2 separate regions of the Mus musculus genome follow, and region 1 is linked to region 2. Evidence: chromatin contacts called from public Hi-C data. All regions are on one chromosome and are shown on one strand. The core of a region is the stretch at or near the end of the contact, and the rest is flanking DNA. Distances in the headings are between cores, read along the strand shown.

Region 1 (2,944 bases), core at 299-2,798, 500 kb after region 2:
TTCATGAAGTCATTGATTTTAATAGCTTAGTAGTACTCCATTGTGTAAATGTACCACATTTTCTTTATCCATTCCTCAGTTGAGGAACATCTGGGTTGTTTCCAGCTTCTGACTATTATAAATAAGGTTTCTATAAACATAGGAAAGCATGTGTCATTGTTATATGGTGGAGCATCTTTTGTTTATATGCCCAGGAGTGATCTAGCTGCATCCTCAGGTAGAACTATTTCCAATTTTCTGAGGAACTGCCAGATTGTTTCCCAGAGTGGCTGTGCCATTACTTGCATTTGTAACTAGCAATGGAAGAGTGTTCCTCTTTCTCTGCATCCTTGCTAGCATCTGCTGTTGCCTGAGTTTTTGATGTTAGCCATTCTGGCTGGTGTGAGGTAGAATCCTGCACCACCACTTTCTCCCACTCTTCTTCCTAGAGACCTCTCATCAGCAACCAGACAACCTTTAGCATGTTAAGACCTTTTGTATGTCCACGCACACATTGCCTTAGCATGCTTGTTGAAGGATAGAGATCTCTAGTGTTGGTTCGTATATTCTGAGTTGTCTCTGTCTCTAGTTTCTCCTTCCCCATTGTTTTTTTTTTTTTTACTAACTCTCACCTAACTCCACTGCTTGCCTAGAACTTTCGTCTTGCCAAGCCATGAATTCATGTTTCATTTTTCACGCCATTTCTTAGCAGCACCAAACAAAACCATCAATTCTTCCTTATTGATGAGAAGGATTAAGACAGAAACAAAGATACTATACATGCCTATTTGGCTCTTATCCAAAGCCTTTAACCTTTAAGCCTTAGACTACAACATAGCTGGCGCTTGTGACTTCTGATCTCTCCCTCTACTCATTCTTGCATAAAGATAAGGAGAAATTGGCCAGAGTATATTCTGTTAAAATATCTTTGTAAATCTTCACTTACCAGGTCAAAGATATCATATGGCCAGAATCTCCTTAAAGCCTTTGCAGGATGACAAAGGATGATAATGCAATCTGTTTATTTATTTTTCTCTAATCTTCTTCTTGCACTTTTATTTTCTGCAGTGAAATGAAATGAAACCTCAAAGCAAAAGTCCTCCTTAAAACCCCTTTGATTCTTCAGCTCTAGTCCCTGCATAGCCTTCCATGAGGATGGTTCCAAGAATGGATTTTGATCGCTTGTCATAGAGCAGCCACTCTGTTTCTTTGCTAGCATTGTGGATTTAAGTTAATTTGTTAATGAAACAGATGGGGATGGGGGTGTTTGAAGATACTCTGTAGATAGTGATGAGGAATAAACCAATTCATCAACTCTGTGCAGCCAACCATCTGAGGACTTAATTGAGAATTGTCTTTGGAACTCGGGGCTGCTGTTTCACTGGGGCATATTTCACTAATTGTCCCCTAGGGAATTCATTCTCTGTCACTTTTCTCTCTCTGCCACTTGTCAGTGTTCCCCATCTACTCTCCTCCCATTTACAGCTTCATTGCATGGCCTGTCTAATGTTTCTGCTTGTCATCTCCCAGGCATCTAGCTGTGTATTTCCAGCCTGCAGAGCAGCAGAAACTGCAGACACTTTGACAGCAGAGCCAAATTAGCATGAGCAGTAAACACAGGGCACTAGACTCCCTCAGAGTCAGCTATTTGCTACCCTCAGAAAGAAGTGACAGTGAGCCTACAAGGACAGCCAAGAAACAATGAATGACATTGCCATATCCCCAGGAATCAGAGTGCTTAGAGACCAAAGGAGTTCTAGGCCTGGACTACATGTGAAAGTCTGAAGCCTGGCATTCAGTGGCAAGAGAAGTCTTTGTTTTCTTATGGCCACTGCCCTAGGGGTCTGTTTAAACACATGCCTGGTACAACAAAATCATGCTTCTGATGGATTGCCAGTGGCGCTTCTCCTCCATAAAGGATTCCCAGTGCAAAACAGCCAGCTGTGAAGTATATTTAACCACAGCATGAAAACTTTCAGCATTAAAACCCACCAGCAGAAAGGTCAATCAATGGGCACCCAACTTCATTAGTCAATGAAGCTTCCCAAGAATTTATTCACACTCCATTGACAAGTGCTAAGAAGGTTCTGTGTGCAGGAAGCTGTAACCAAGTTCTTCAAAACTCTTCAGTTGGTGCTCAAAGTTTCAAAGGGAGTCCTGCACACACAGTAAAGCCACCACTGCTACCTTTGAGCCATACTTATGCAGGTGGACATCGACTCCTTGCCTAATTTGTTTGATCCTGGTTCCCATCCACAGAAATCCATGAGGACATGACATGCAGCTGTAAGCCCAGGACAATCTGATTTTCACTATCGCCTGCCTATAATCCACTAGTTCCCTATTCCTTTTTGTATTAAAGGAAACACTCAGATTGCAGACCTTACTCATCCCTTTGGTCCAGTGCTACAATAGAGTCCTTTTTGGTCTCAATTTTCAGTACTCCGAAGCATCCATAACCTTCCCCCTTTACTTGCTGTAATTTCAAGTACACTGGCAATTATGTCTCTTATACCTTCTGTCATTGTTGATATTATCAACTGAACAGGACCTAGAATCATCTAGTATGAAACAAATACCTGGGCATACCTTTAAGGAATTTTTCTAGATATGGTCAATAGTGCTGGTAAATCTCACTATAAATGTGGGCATGTGAATAGCACCATTTCTTGTGCTGGGGTCTAAGATTAAGCATCAAGGAGGAAGTGGGCTGAACACCAGCCCTAATTGCTGTCTTCCTTCACACTGCAGATGCAGTGTCACTAACTCCCTCAAGCTCTTTCTGCCAAGCCTTTCTCTTCAAAGTATGAACCTTAAAAATCCCTTCTCTCCATAGGTTGCTTATTTCTCTGGTATTTTGTCATAGAAAGGATAAAAATAACTCCTGCAATCTTGAACTTTTCTCCCACTATTTCCCCTTAAATCCTATATAAACTAGACTCAGTCTACTCTGAGAATGATTTTC
Region 2 (3,149 bases), core at 277-2,776:
GCATGGTGCTGCTGTGAGCTCTTACATCCTCCCATCAGACTGTAATTTCTGAAAAAAAAAATAGATTATTTGTTACCAGTGGTGAACATGTGTTGGGCTTACTTTAAATATGTATTGAATGATGGAGACCGTAATTTCCATTGCAAAAACCTCCTGAAAACTGACCTCTTCCTGGTTGCTGCAGTAACCTATTAAACACAGATAGACACGCTGTACAAAAGTAGGACACACATGTGTCTGGTACTTACAGCAGTAAAGAAGCATCCAGAAAAAAATAAAATAATAAAAAAAAAGCATCCTCTTTCCTAATCTCTAATTTCCAGAAGCAGCCTTGTTTCTTTTTCTCTCCATGGCCTGTAGAGGTCAGAAAAGGGCCTTGCTTTCCAATCACTGGCTGTCCTCTGTCCCCATTAGAATTCGCCTGGGTATGTATAATTAAGCCAGCTGAGGCTCAGCACATAGAAACGGAAACGCATTGACTTTAATAAAACAGAGTGTAAAACAAGTTGAGATTGACTCTAGCCTTGTTTACTCTCGCATACTTGTAATAGTGGTCGGTATATTCCCAGTCAAAGAGACCATCGTCCTGGGAACTGAAGCATGTCCTTTCATTGCGACTGCAGCCTGTCCTAACAGGCAAGACACACTAGCTCAGTGCTCCTGGCTCACTGGAAACAAAAATTAGAAAGAAAAAAAAAAGTAAGTTCTGTTTCTTAAGGGAAAAGAGGCAATGACAAAGAGAAAGTGGGCACCATGAAACGCAGTCCCACGGATGTTCTTACCATTTTGTTTGATTTATTTTTTTCATGGTCACAAGGAAATTGGGAATCCAGAAAAAACAATGATAGCCAGACTCAAAATGGGGCAGGCATTTCGGCGAAACTAAGTAAGTAGCGTTGTTCAACGGGGAGTTTTGAAAGCCAAGATGTCATGATATTGGCATGCTACTTCATGGATGGACTTTCGTTTCTCTAGGTCTCAGTTTCCCCATTGAAAACCGAGGACCTAGATCAGATGAAAGCAAACATCACTAACATTTCTACCATTCACAAGCATGGCATTGGATGCCCTGCAGAGACCGCTACTCAGAGACTGCAGACTGGCTGGGCCAGTGAAGAGGCAGCATGAGGCAACTCACACTGCTTCTCTGTCTGGAGAGGATGGAGTCCAGAGCTGGACAATGATCCTTTCAGAGCTGAGAGTGATGCCCTTGACACCTTGCCAATACCCAGCAGAATAAGAGCTTCCGAAATTGGGGCTAAAAATAAATAATGAAACCAAGTGACAACATAAACAGAAAGAAAGAACAGAGCGCGGACTTGAGTCAGCAAACTTGTGAACAGGATAGAGAAGAATCAAATTCATTTTCATCTCTGTTGATTGGCTGGTTAGGTGGCTGGACTCTTAGAATTCAAATCATAGTTAGTGATGTGTTTGATGCCACCCTGGGGGAAGGAGGAAGAGGGCTGAGCAGAGGCGTGGCCGCTCGCTCCCTCTCTCTCTGGTCCATTTCCTTTCTGTGGCATAGTTGGCCCCTTCCTTCTAGCTGTCTTTTTGTTGGTTGTTCAAAGAAAGAGCTCTTACACAGTCCTTCCCCTGTCTCTGGCCGCATCCTGGACCCAGGCCAGCTGCCCTCCTCGACCTCGTCTCTCAGCATTTGGGGCCCAGCTTCCTCTTTGCCTTTCTGAAGCACACACCGCATTTTAATCCAAAACGACTTTCAGATCTGACTGTTTGGGGCAGGACGTGTGCAAGAGGTTTCAGGAAAGGGAGCTCATAGCTGTTGGGTCTGTTTCATACTCAAACCAGTCTGCACTTTCATGTGGTATGCGAAGAAGCAGCAGACATTTAACAACCACAGGGGAAACTGGACCAATTCTCTCTATAAGCCCTATTAAGTTCATCCAGGTCTCAGTTTCCAAAGCTGTAGATTCAGACCTGGAGGAGACTCTCCTTCCCCATTCCATTGTATACATTTAGGTATATGCAAATGTGAGCATGACTAGGCCAAAGAAACCTTCTGTGAATCAGACAATAATGTACATTAAATATTTGGAGGTGTACACTAGCAGAAAGGAAAGGAAGAAAGTCTCCCAGTGTGGCTGGGGAATCAAGAGCCTCTGAAACATCCTATGTAACATGAAAATACAATGTCTAATATTTACTTCTAGATTGTGTCTTATTTGGGGTGGGTAATCTCACATCGTCTCATGTCTAGCCTTTGAACTCTCCAATTAGTTTCCTTGAGCTCCAAACAGCTAAGCTCTAAAGATATCTGAAGTAGATAAAATATGAGATTGTTTAATTTGGATGAAAACAGGTGAGACCTTCAAGGAATCCTAAGCAGGTAGAGGAAGTTTGAATACTTTGTTTCTAAAACATTAGAGATCAACTTTATAATACTTTAGAAATGATAAGACATTGGCAGAAATCCTTATCATCAATCCATTTGTGGGTTAGATCTTATCAACTCCCAGAGACTTTTGGGATCAAGTCACTCTGGTTATCCCATATTAAGATGATACACCAACAGTGGCACTACCCACCAATGCATGTTGAGTGGTTGCTAAAGAGACCAACTTAGTATCTATAGTATGTATACTTACTGTCTCCATTTCCCCCCAGAGACCAATAATATTGTAAAGAATGTTGTTTAGGGACAAAGATGCCTGTTTTCCCATGTTATTTCCCAACCCCACCCCAGAGGCAAATTTACTTTTATGCATTTTTCTTCAAATTAAGTTAGAAATGGATCTGTGATTTTCATCATCTCATTTGCAAACTTTTTCAAGATCGATCACTTTCCCATGTGCCCATCAATCTTGATTTTTCTTGGTCCTCCATTCCATATTTCTAAAGGAAAAGGCCCACTGGCATTTTGATACAGTTCTTTTATGAGTTGATGGTGGTAGTAGGTGCTGTGAGTGGAAAATGTGAGAAACACTATATGGTTTTCCCCAAATGTTCAGAGCAACATTCTAAAAGATGAACATTAATTTCAAACAGAGGTTAAGTAAATATCATAGAAGAAACAGTTCTAACAAAACCACGTTTGGGTTGGGATAGGTGGTGTGTGCCTTAGAGTGCCTGCTATGGATCCGATTCTACTGGTAATGCCAGTGAGTGCTCTAAATCACATCACCTGCTCA

What was found. Hi-C and Micro-C count contacts between places; a contact is called where the count stands out from the background.
Region 1: a Hi-C map of the N1E-115 cell line shows a contact between it and region 2, with 4 times the contacts expected there. The contact joins two enhancer-like sites.

What each region holds. Positions count from the first base shown.
Region 1 is chr7:77,631,398-77,634,341 of GRCm38.p6, forward strand. No RefSeq gene overlaps it. Among named protein-coding and RNA genes, the nearest start is that of Gm39038, 940 kb to the right of the region's middle. Within about 2 kb of position 1,549, at least 10 of the 459 cell types and tissues checked have an H3K27ac peak or open chromatin away from gene starts, as enhancers often do. A contact at or near this core is called in the N1E-115 cell line, where this site is marked.
Region 2 is chr7:77,131,660-77,134,808 of GRCm38.p6, forward strand. No RefSeq gene overlaps it. Among named protein-coding and RNA genes, the nearest start is that of Gm30774, 760 kb to the left of the region's middle. Within about 2 kb of position 1,527, at least 86 of the 459 cell types and tissues checked have an H3K27ac peak or open chromatin away from gene starts, as enhancers often do. A contact at or near this core is called in the N1E-115 cell line, where this site is marked.